Linked DNA regions of Mus musculus: all the other regions are linked to region 4. A link is a contact called in public ChIA-PET, HiChIP or PLAC-seq and promoter capture Hi-C data. All regions are on one chromosome and are shown on one strand. Each heading gives the region's core, a stretch centred on a gene start, on an enhancer-like site or on the middle of the called end of the contact. The rest is flanking DNA. Distances are from core to core; before and after follow the strand shown. Region 1 overlaps Cnst (consortin, connexin sorting protein). Region 2 overlaps Cnst (consortin, connexin sorting protein). Region 3 holds the start of Cdc42bpa (CDC42 binding protein kinase alpha). Region 4 holds the start of Ahctf1 (AT hook containing transcription factor 1).

Region 1 (2,700 bases), core at 138-2,637, 230 kb after region 4:
ATGAACCAGGCTCAGAAAAACAAGTACTGCCTGCTCTCTGACACTCAGAGCCTAGATTTTAATGTTTGTGTCGGTGCACATGCACAAACGAGTGTGGAGGCCAGAGGTTGATGCAGGGAGTTTTCAGTTGCTTTCCACTTCCTTTTTAAAGATTTCTCTTATTGAGCCAGAGGCTCATTGATTTGGCTAGGTTGGCTATCCCTGTGTCCCCAGTGCCAGGATTACAGATGTGCAATGACACACTCAGCTTCTTTTTTGTTTGTTTGTTTTTTTCCGAGACAGGGTTTCTCTGTGTAGCCCTGGCTGTCCTGGAACTCTGTAGACCAGGTTGACCTCAAACCCAAAAAAATCCACCTGTCTGCCTCCCAAGTGCTGGGATTAAAGGCATGAACCACCACCACCGCCTGGCTCAGCTTCTTACAGATGTTCTGGGAACTCAAGTCCAGGTCCTCACACTTGTGGGCCAAGCGCTTTACCCAGTAGGCCATTGTCCCAGTTCCAATTTCAGTGCGTGTGTGTATGTGTGTGTGTGTGTGTGTGTGTGTGTGTGTGTGTAAGACTAATGCTTCTCAGTGCTCTCTCCCTAAGATGCTGCCCTCAGGGCTCCCTTGTGGACAATGTCAGCGCGTAGCTCCCGAGGAAGCGAATGTGAAGTCACAAGGTTTGACTGCTGGTCTACTGGATGTTGCCTGTACACAATGGCAGCATTCAGTCGAAGACCATGACCAGCAAGAGAAAGCAGTAATGGATCCTATCTAGTGGGGAAGGTGGTAAAATGCATATCAAGTGCTTTGACTGACAGGAGTTGACAGGAGCTGAAATGTTCATTTTACATAACTAAATTAAAATGGAAATTAATTCAGTAACTGAAAGCCTTAGGCACATGTGGAACACTGTATTTGAGCCTTTTACATCAGTAAATTTTACGAAATCAAAATACAGATTAAGCACTGGGCACAGTGGTCCACACCTATAATCTCAGCACCCAGGAAGCAGGGGTGGCAAGAGGGTCACAGTTTGCGGCCAGCCCAGGTATAGAGAGCTGGAGACCACCCTCAGTAACACAGTGAGGCCCTGTCTCTAAACAAGGCCATGGGTTAAGGCACTTGCTACCAAGCTCACAAGCATGCACCCACATGCTAAATAAATGTAATTTTTTAAAAGGGTTATTAGCTAAGCTTGCTGGTACACACCTACAAACCCAGCACTGAGGAAGCTGGGGCATAAAGACTGCTGTGAGGTTGAGACTAGCCTGGGATATATGTAGAGTACTAAGCTAGCCAGCCCTACACAAGACCCTGTGTTTCACTCTAACATGTACCAAGAAGGGGAGAGGCTTTTCCTAGTGTAGTTTCTAGAAACAATATTACATATACAGCCTGCACTGTATTTCTATTGGTCCATACCGCTCTGACACAGCCTTGACAAGGGTCATAGTCATGGTGACTCACTCCATGCTAATTCATTCTTGCTAATACAAGTTATGCTACAGGCATTTCCTGGCACAGACATTATAATTAGTGTAACATGACAATGTAAATAAATACCTACTGACAGAAATAGATGCTATAGGCCTTTAAAAGTAATTTCTACTCCTTGTTTATTTATTTTCAGAATGTCAGCCTCAGAATTATGCATCCCCCTTGTTGGTACTTCCTCATACCCAAACGTCAAAACATTTTGGGCACATTGTAAAAGTTGTATATCAAAAACAAAACCAGACTCACAGGAGGTGCACACACTGAAGAGATGGGGCATAGTGTTGGGAGAGGGCCCTGGGAATTACCTGGAAAGTATCAAGCAGCCAAGACAGGGGCAACTGGCCCACTCGCACGTGAGTGTTAGTTACCATAAGTCCATACTGTGCATTCTACTCCATAAATCCACACTGTTTAGAGATGAATTCTATCATAATTCCAAATTCTACTTCGTGGTATATTCACTGTCTTCAAATCAGCCTCATGGTGCAGTTAAATTACAAAGTAGTAGCTAAACAGAGATCTGCATCCTAACCTTCTACAGGAGAAACGAATCACCAGGAGTGCCAGACTCTTCTAGGTTAACAGAAAGTGACGCCAACTGTCATTTATACCATATTCTGCAAAACTTAAGTCATTCTTTTTCCTGTTTCTTTTTTTTTTTTTCCTTTTTTTTTTTTTTTTTTCCTGTTTCTTTATGTGGACAACTGAACGTCATTTCTAAAACCTTGACTCTGGTTTATTTCATGTTTTAAAAGGAAGGATGGATGTGTGTGTGTGTGTGTGTGTGTGTGTGTGTGTGTGTGTACCCATGCTGTAGGAATCTCACAAATGTTACTGTTAACCTTTTATAGCTTTGTACCGTTTAGAGACACTTGCATTCTAAAACACCACTTTTGTTTGTCAGATCCTAAAGAAACCCCCAGACAAGTCTTCCTCCGTCCCCATGCTCCTCCCAGCACTTCTCATTCCACCCCTACCCTAAGCCTCTCCCTCTCTGGGGCTGGGCTGCCCTTCCCTTCCCCCAGGCTTCTCAATCCCATTTAACTCTGCTATTTTGGTTACTTGCTCTCTTGGTTCTTCTCTTGGCTCCTGGCTCCCCTCTCTGGGTTCCCATGCACTCTCTTGGTCCTCTTGGCCTCCTCTACCTACTATCTTCTTTCTCTCTCTCTCTCCAATGCTGTCTCCCATCCTCTCATAGCCCCATTGAGTCTGCTGGTGT
Region 2 (2,700 bases), core at 95-2,594, 220 kb after region 4:
CATTAGAGAGGCAGAGGAAGGCAAATCTGAATTCCAGGTCAGCCTAGTTTGCAGACTGAGTTCTGGGACAGCCAGGGCTACACAGAGAAACCCAAAACGAAAAACAAAAAGCAAAAAACAAAAATTAAAACAAAAGAACAAATGAAAACATTTAAAAAGAAGCATGTATGATAGTTACAGAGTTTGTTCAACATTCACCAACACTGTTAGTGTGAGCACCAACGGTTACAGACTTAGTTCAATGTTCACCAACACTGTTAGTGTGAGCACCAACGGTTACAGACTTGGTTCAATGTTCACCAACACTGTTAGTGTGAGCACCAGCGGGCTCGTGTCCCCAATACAGTAACATGCATTGCCTTCCAGGTTGGCTTCTTTTTCTTAGTCAGACACTCAAGTTTCCTTCACATCTTCCCATGGCTTCATATCTCGTTTCTTCTCAGCACAGAATGGGCTTCTTTTAGTAGGGGAACGATTAAGAAGAGAAACACAGGTATGACCATAGACTTACAGGCTAACATGATGTGAACCTGCACCTTTCTATTGTAGTAAATGACTTTATGATAGCTACTTGAACATTCAAAGTATAATATGGAAGCCTGGTGGTTGTCTGTGTGTATTTCAAGGTAATTTTGATATTGTTACATTTGGCAACAATGCCCTATAAGTCTTATAATTGTTTCTCACTTTAAGAAGGTTAATTATATGTCATGAGTTATCACTAAAATTCTTTGTGGTACATAAGAAGTTCTCTTGTAAAAACACATTTATAGTTAAGCAAGAAAATCAAAACATGAACTGTTGAATGCAATTTCCCCTTAACTATAACACCTCATTCAATATAGAGAAAGCTCTGTGCTACTGTACACGAATCCAGATGGTTAAAGAGAAACAAGAAACTCTAGTTACCTTCCTTTGCAAAACCACGTGAGTTACAATTAAAGTACCCTCCAAACAAGGTGGGGATGCTATTTATACATTTTGCAGATGACAGGCAAATTCAGAAGCCCTAATTTAACTTAACACCTGTCAACTTCATTAAGCTCTAAAAAAGAGAACACTGTTCAACATTTGTCTGTTAAGGTTTTATTTAGCTTTTATACTTGATTTTAGCAAAAGACTGAGAAACATTTTTATTTGATTTAAAAATTTGTAACAGCTTTGGGGCAAAGATCAGGTAGTTTATCTTGACTGAGATACATTTATCCAGTTCTGTGCCTCTGGCACAAGACTGATCCAGTCAGCTGAGAGCCTGAGGGTTGTCAGGAAGCACTTTAGAGCCCAGGGATAGCTTCTAACAGCTTTTGTCTCGAAATGCCAGGACTGCACCCTGGCATGCATGCCCCTCTAGTATCTGCCATCTGCCAGCTCAGCTGAGACGCGACTGCTGGCTTCCAGGCAGAGGAATAGTGTGACTGGATCATTTAAAAGCGGAAACCATGAATGTGAGACATTATCCCAGACAAATGAGACCCAAAGGGTCTAGAAGCCAGCAATGACCAGGTAAGCACAGTTGTGATGGAGCCCTAGTTAGGTTTTCAAAGCAAAACGGCAGGAGAGGCAGCCCCACTCTCCCATGTCCCTTTATCTGACTTGTCTCTGTTACCTGAAGGACAGACACAGGTGTTTGTCTCTGTGTCATCTAAGTAGAAGCCCCTCCAGAGCAGGAAGTGGCAGACTCTGCTGTAAATTATTGTCAGGTGAGCAGAAAGTCAACTGACAACTAGTTGGGTCACAAAATGATATCTGAAGCCAGAGAGGGAAAGCCAGGAACAATGTCACCTTCAAGAAAAGAAAGCAGGGCATTCGAGAATGCCCATGTGATTGACAAACTACAAAGCCAGTCCCGGTTGTTAGGAAGGATAAATGCTTAGAGAAAGCCCTGAGCTTTCACATCCATGATCTGAGAGGCTCTGCAGTGAGCAGGAACCACAAACAGCCTGTTAGAGAGTCCAGAGCCAAGCTCGAAAGCCCAGAAAAGGAACCCAAGTTAACCCAGTGAAGAAGTGCCACCCCTCTGCTTCCCAGAGTCACTGCCACCATAGGGTTCACCATGTCCAGCATCCAATAACAAAAGTCTCAAAGTGACAAAGAAACAGTTTAGAATGGCCTGAATAAGGAAAGAAATCGAAGAATGGAAAACGTTTCTGAGGAAGACTAAAACAGCAGTCCTACTAATGAAAGTAGGTTACCAGTCTCAAAAATGCTCAGAGACCAAAGGAAGGGAAGAACAAAAAAAAAACCAACAGGAAACACGAAAGCAAAGCAGAGGGAGACTAGGAGAGAGACGGACTGAAAAGGGAAATTACCGTTTAATGCACATGGACATTCTGTTTGGTGTGGCTTGAGTTTTGGAAATAGACACCAGCGAGGACTATGCATGATATGAATCTAATTACTGCCACTGAATGAACACAACCATTTTGGGCAATGAGTGGCTAAGGGCAAATTGATGTTTTACAGTAATAAAAATAGTAAAAGAGAAAGTACTTCAGCTCTGTGATTTTGCTACGATTCTCTGAGCCACTGCATAGCTTTTCTTCAAACTGCTGCACCCCAGAATGCTGTGTCCATCTCAGCCATATTCCTGTGGGTGACCAGGTGTGAACATACCTTGAGGTCTACACAGTCCCCACCCTAGACTTTCTCCCATGCATCTTCATTCTAATTTCTAATATTGTCACTGTCTAAACACACAGA
Region 3 (2,700 bases), core at 67-2,566, 160 kb before region 4:
CCACTCTCTACCAGCCTGGGCAGTGATGGCCACTGCTGGATGTCAGACTTCCCTCACACGAGTGAGTGACATCAGAGGCTCCTGGAGTTCAGACAAGCCTTGAAGGTCACATGCAGAGTTTGCCCGCATCACTGATCTAGTCCACTACTATAGGTCACCTGGGTCACATCTAGCCAGTATAGACACAAATTCAATTTAGAATAAAATCTAAGGCAGGTGGAGCTGCCTCCAAACATCCTCCAACTACATCTTTTTACACACACACATACACATAATTTCTATTATTTCTCAGGAACCTAGTGATTTTTGGAAAGTCCATGTTTAGTACTTTCCTTTGCCAGTGCTATCCAGAGATGAGACTAAACCCCCTGATCACCACCTCCACATTCCTGTTGTCCTAAAATTAACACAGGGACTTCAGCATCTCCTCAAATCTCCTGTGATTTTCAAAGACTGGGAAGGAATGTTCCAACCAACAAATACCCTCCCACTGAACGGTTGTGACAACTGTGCTCAATAATCCAATTCTGCCAATCCCAGCCTTCCTTCTGAAGCTCCTGCTGCTGCCCGCCCCCCCCCCCCCCCAGACGCAGTGAGTTCACAAACAGCAAGGCCAAACAACCAGGCAACAACTAAGTGGCACCGCTTTGCCCTGGCAAACAGTTAAGAAAAACTAGGAGAGAGAAGTCTTGACTAATAGGCGTTTGTTCTGTTGTTAAGGCTATACACATCATTTTCACTATAGTTAATAATGCTCACGCCCAGCAACGCATTAGAAGAAAACTTACCCCATTCTAGATATTCAAGAATGTTCTTCTCTCTTCTCAATGGAGAATTATTGCATTCATCGTAAAGACAGATGAGGATGTCCAGTAGCGTCTCCACACTGAAGCACTGCCCATTGGTCTGAGCTGGCCCATCTAAAATAAACTGCTCCAACTGCCTCAAACGCACTTCTCCGGACATGTTTGCTTCGATTTCTGCTGGTTTTCTTTTAAATGCCCTTACGATGTCTACTGTTACTATCTGAACCTAAAAGTTTAAAGATGTGGTTTTTAAAAATAAACCACTTGTTATTTCAACAACTGTCATGCAATGCCGGTGCTGAATTAAACATCCAATACACCAGTCACCTCACTTAACGGAAGCGTCTCCAATTTCACCCATAAACATATATATCTTGAGGGTGAGTTTCCATAAAATATAGATTTAATATTTTAAGAGAATAATACAATTAAATTGTACATTTAAATAAAATAATAATTAAAAGTACAACGAACTAAAGAGTCAACACTCCTTAAAAAAAAAAAAAAAAACTCCTTCATTCAAAATTCAATTCGTGCAACATAATCCTGAAACGAATCCAGTTGCATCATTAATGAATAAAGTCCCCTTGGCATCAGCAATTCACTTCCCGGGAAGAAGAAAAATTGAAAAAGGAGGAGGGGGCAACGTATGGAGGGGGAGGGAAAGCCAAAAATTCTGCAAATGCTCCCAACCTCCACTCGGATAGCGCCTGGGCGAGTCCTCCGCGGCAAAGGGAGGGCAGCTGCCGGAGCAGTTCTCCCGGCTCGGCTCGGAGCACGCCGAGCCTCCGCTCCGAGCTCTTTCTTCCTAGGGCTTTGCAGCGAGTCTTGCTTCCAGCGGACTGCGGCGAGGACGCGTCATCTTCCTCCCGGCTTCTCCCGGGGCCTGGCCGGCGGCGCAGCCGGGATGAGGCGGGCTGCGGGCGGCTCTCGCGCCGGGCTCCGGGGGCGGCGGCTACTTGGCCGCGCGAGCCCGCTCCATGCCGGAGGCCGCTGGCGGGCCGCGCCGTGCCGCCGGGCGCAGCGCCCGGGCTCCCGCTCGCGCCCTGCGGCCGCCGCCGCCGCCGCCCCTCGGCGAGGGGCTGCGCTGACGAATTCAGAGGACGCGGGCGGCAGCCGCGGTTCGGGCGGCGACTCGAGTCCCTTCTTCCCAGCCTTGGGCTGAGGGCATCTTTCCCGACGGACGCAGGCGGCTGAGGCGCGGGAGGAGGGGGCGCTGCCGCCGCTGAGGAGACCTGAGGCTGCCGCAGCCCGGCTCCCAACCACTCCCTTCCTCCTCTGCCCGCCTCCCCCGCCCGCCCTCCCGCCCGCGCCGCTCGCGCCCGCGCCGCCCGCGCCCGCGCCCTAGGCTCCCCGAGGCCGCTCCCGGCGCCGCGGCGCGCAGGCGGAGGCTCGCGGACCGTCCGGATCCAAAATGGCGGCGCGCCCCGCCCCCCGACCCCGCTGGAAGCGGCGCGCTGCGGCCCAGCCGAGCCCGAGCCCCGGGGGAGGGGGATCGCCTCGGCCCGCGGCGCTGCGGCTGCCGCAGCCAGGGAAGCGGGGTCCCCCGGGGCGACTCGGGTGTGGAACGGGTTGGCTCGGTGAGGCACGGGCTGGGAACTGCGCCACGGTGCCTCGCCGCCGCCCGGGGTCCCCGCGGTGACCACCCCCCAGCCGGCCTTCTTCCTCCACTTCTGCGGAGATGCCGTCGGTCCCGCAAGGGTACCCTCGGCTTCCAACCGCTCTAAGACAAGACAGCCGCTCCAGACGCTGTTTACCTGCCCACCCTGCCCCCATTCGGCTTTCCCACGCCCCAGACTCCTAATTTCCGGTGTTCCTAATCCACAGCGTTTGTGTCACTCCCCCAGGATGGAAAAATAATAAGAGACTGGTCTGCTTCACCATCCCTGTCGTG
Region 4 (2,700 bases), core at 28-2,527:
TTAAAGCAGTCTACTAATGTCTTCTCCTTCTCTCTTCCCCCTTCTGTTTGTTTGTTTGTTTGTTTGTTTGTTTGTTTGTTTGAGATAGGGTTTCTCTATGTAGCCTTGGAACGACTATGGAGACCAGGCTGATCTTGAACGCACAGAGATCCTCCTGATTCTGCCTGTGCTCTTACAACTCAGTAATAAAGACACATTCTATTTCATTTGTTTGAAAATTCTTTGGTGCTGGGTCTAGCTTCAAAGAGAGATACTGATAGTCTACAGAAGAAAGCCCAAAGATGAGCTCCAAATGATAGTCTAGAAATGATACAGTCTAGAAATGATACAGTCTAGAAATGATACAGTCTAGGGATCTTGATTGGATCTGTTTTCACTGATAGTTAAAAGAATGAAAGGGTGGTTCAGGTCTTTAATCCCACGGCTCAGGAGACAGAGGCAAGAAGATCTCTGTGAGTTTGAGGCCAGCCCCATCTACTAAGAGAGTTCCAAGATAGCCAGGGCTGTTACACAGAGAAACCATGTCTAGAACAAACTGAAAGGAAAAAAAAAAAAAAAGAACTGTTAAGACTAGAAGAGTTAAAAGGCAAAGCACAACAAGCAGTAGCAGAATTAGCAGTTAAAAAGGCGTTTATTGCAGGCAGTAAACACACAGAGAAAAAGACCTTCTACAAAACAGAGAGGGGATTTGAGAAGCTGAAAAATCCAGTCTCTTCTTGAGGCCTGGGGGTTGTAAAACCTCTAAAACCTCCCTGACCTACTTTAGTGTTGGTCAGTTTGAAGGCAGAAAGGATGGATGGTTGATCGGTCCACTACAGTTGTGTAACGTGTTCTAATCAGGCTTTGAACTTATTGAACCAGTCCATCAGCAGGTGACCTGCAGGTAGATGATAAAAGCTTGCCAGGTTTTTGTCTCAAATCAGGAGGTTAAAAAAAGCTGGCCATCTTGGAAATTCGCCATGGCTCATGTCCCTGTTTGTCTACTAAGGGTCTGCCCAACTCCTCGTCTCTCAATACTAACAAATCGAAAAGAAAACATAGGTTTGGCATAATGGAACCTACAGCTTCGTGCATGCCAAGCACGAAGCTCTGCCAGCAGAATTACCCAGCGTCAGATATATGACAAAAGATTAGGCTAGGCGACCTGAACTCTCTGCTTTTTGAGAAAAAAAAAAAAATGAGAGTAAGAGTTTCTCAGTAAGTCTGGGTTTTGTGTGTGTGTGTGCGTTTCCTTGAAGAGTTGGAGCACAGAACGGAAAAAACGGAGGCAAGAGCAGCAGTCATAGACGGAAAGATTATCGCTTGGCTGCCAGCAGGAACCGCCACTAGATTAGGCCGGCCCTTGCTCCGCAAAGCCGGACACGCCCTACACTACGCCCAGCGCACAAAGCCCTATGGGACTTGTAGTCTTTCGCCTATCTGCTCCTAGGAGGCGGAGAGACCCTGCTGTACGTAAATGAATCTTTCTTCCCGGCGTCGTCTCGGTTTTCTCCCTTTGCGAAAGGCCTAGTAGGGAAAGTTTGAAAATTCCCGCGGAGTCGGCGCCAGAGGCCGGAACCCTCGCGAGAAGTCCGAGCCCCGCAGCGCGATCTGCGATCGGATCCCCGCCCTGGCCACGATCCTTCCCTGGGCGGAGAGGCTGTGTGTGTGGGGTTCGGGCAGTGCGCCCGGGGTAATGCGCAGAGCGCGGCCCGAGCGGTGCCAGCCCAGTAAGTCGAGTCGCCAGCGGGGAGGACGCGGCGCGGGCGGTGGGACGAGTTCGAAGCCGGGATTGGGCGAAGGAGCACCCGGGGCCTGAGGGGACCGGCGAGAGACTGAGCGAGAAGCGGCTTCCGCGGGCCCGGGGCGCGCGCCGGGCCGTGTCTCCCGGGAGATGCTGTGACGGACCGCACGGAAGCAGCGACGCCGGGGCCCTTGGCGGCCTGGCCCGCGGGCTCAGGTAGGGTGGGGAACCGCAGGCCCGCGCGCCGAGGGCGGGGCGGCCGGGGCGGCGAGGCCCGGGGCCTAGGCCGGGCGCACCGCCTCGCGGGGAAGCGGCGTCCGCGAGCCGCGACCGGTGCGGCTCGTTCCAGCGCTCGGGCGTTAGTTACATAACCCTGGCGGCGGGTGCCGGCACATGGCCGCAGAGTCGAGCCTCCGGGCTCGTCTCCCGCGCCCGCGGGCGGGATCTCCGCCCCCCGGGACGAGTCTGACTCGAGACCCCGGGCCGTCAGGGTGTAGCGGAGCGATGGAGACCTTTGTGGGGCGTTCCCCGCGGACAGCCGCGGGCGCTCCGAGTCTCTCCGGCGTTGGCGTGAGCTCCACATGGTCCTGTGCTTGGCTCGGGTGAGTCCTGGGCGGGGGAAAAAGTTTCACTCGCGAAGCGGGCCACAGGGCTGAGTGGATCTGGTCCAGGACATCTAAGAGAACCGTGTCCGGAGCTCATCTGCGAGCTGTAAGGCCCATGACTTTTGCCTTTGGTTGACTTTTTGGAGAGTCGACTCTGCTTTTTGAATTGATAGGTACACACATGGTCCTTTTGAGACAGGTGGTTTTTGTTGACTTTGTGGAACCTTTCTTTTTGGTACCGTGAAGAATCACATCCAGGTCCTCACACATGTCAGGCAAGCGCTCCACCACTTGAGTTGTGTCCCCAGCATGGGATCTTGTGATTTTTCGGTTCCTAAAGCAAACGGCAGCCATTCTTAGAGGTGTGTTGTT

The links. ChIA-PET counts read pairs in DNA pulled down with a chosen protein or histone mark. HiChIP or PLAC-seq counts read pairs in DNA pulled down with a chosen protein or histone mark. Capture Hi-C pulls out chosen DNA fragments and counts their contacts.
Region 1: a contact with region 4 is called in a FOXA1 HiChIP or PLAC-seq map of pancreatic cancer cells. The contact joins the enhancer-like site here to the promoter of Ahctf1 in region 4. A contact is called at or near these places in 11 of 39 promoter capture datasets (the 3T3-L1 cell line, cranial neural crest, embryonic stem cells and 6 more), 1 of 484 Hi-C or Micro-C datasets (liver), 5 of 115 datasets of contacts at active chromatin or transcription factors (the SCID.adh cell line, embryonic stem cells, epiblast stem cells and 1 more) and 1 of 9 other capture datasets (pancreatic islet).
Region 2: a contact with region 4 is called in an RNA polymerase II ChIA-PET map of memory CD8 T cells, with 17 read pairs. The contact joins the enhancer-like site here to the promoter of Ahctf1 in region 4. A contact is called at or near these places in 5 of 115 datasets of contacts at active chromatin or transcription factors (the SCID.adh cell line, bone marrow-derived macrophages, embryonic stem cells and 1 more) and 3 of 9 other capture datasets (adipose tissue, liver and pancreatic islet).
Region 3: a promoter capture Hi-C map of adipose tissue shows a contact between it and region 4. The contact joins the promoter of Cdc42bpa here to the promoter of Ahctf1 in region 4. A contact is called at or near these places in 2 of 39 promoter capture datasets (cranial neural crest and liver), 9 of 484 Hi-C or Micro-C datasets (LSK cells, the N1E-115 cell line, Sertoli cells and 5 more), 2 of 115 datasets of contacts at active chromatin or transcription factors (both in embryonic stem cells) and 3 of 9 other capture datasets (adipose tissue, liver and pancreatic islet).

Annotation. Positions count from the first base shown.
Region 1 is chr1:179,569,403-179,572,102 of GRCm38.p6, reverse strand. The region is part of intron 1 of Cnst (consortin, connexin sorting protein); the gene reads right to left. Among named protein-coding and RNA genes, the nearest start is that of Cnst, 24 kb to the right of the region's middle. Within about 2 kb of position 1,387, at least 67 of the 459 cell types and tissues checked have an H3K27ac peak or open chromatin away from gene starts, as enhancers often do. A contact at or near this core is called in the SCID.adh cell line, embryonic stem cells, liver and 1 more, where this site is marked.
Region 2 is chr1:179,587,060-179,589,759 of GRCm38.p6, reverse strand. All of the region lies in intron 2 of Cnst (consortin, connexin sorting protein), which reads right to left. Among named protein-coding and RNA genes, the nearest start is that of Cnst, 42 kb to the right of the region's middle. Within about 2 kb of position 1,344, at least 42 of the 459 cell types and tissues checked have an H3K27ac peak or open chromatin away from gene starts, as enhancers often do. A contact at or near this core is called in the SCID.adh cell line, memory CD8 T cells and pancreatic islet, where this site is marked.
Region 3 is chr1:179,959,376-179,962,075 of GRCm38.p6, reverse strand. It overlaps Cdc42bpa (CDC42 binding protein kinase alpha), which reads right to left and starts at 1,316. Exons shown (of 37, transcript NM_001359541.1): 1 at 789-1,316. The coding sequence starts at 966.
Region 4 is chr1:179,802,592-179,805,291 of GRCm38.p6, reverse strand. It overlaps Ahctf1 (AT hook containing transcription factor 1), which reads left to right and starts at 1,277. Exons shown (of 36, transcript NM_026375.2): 1 at 1,277-1,939.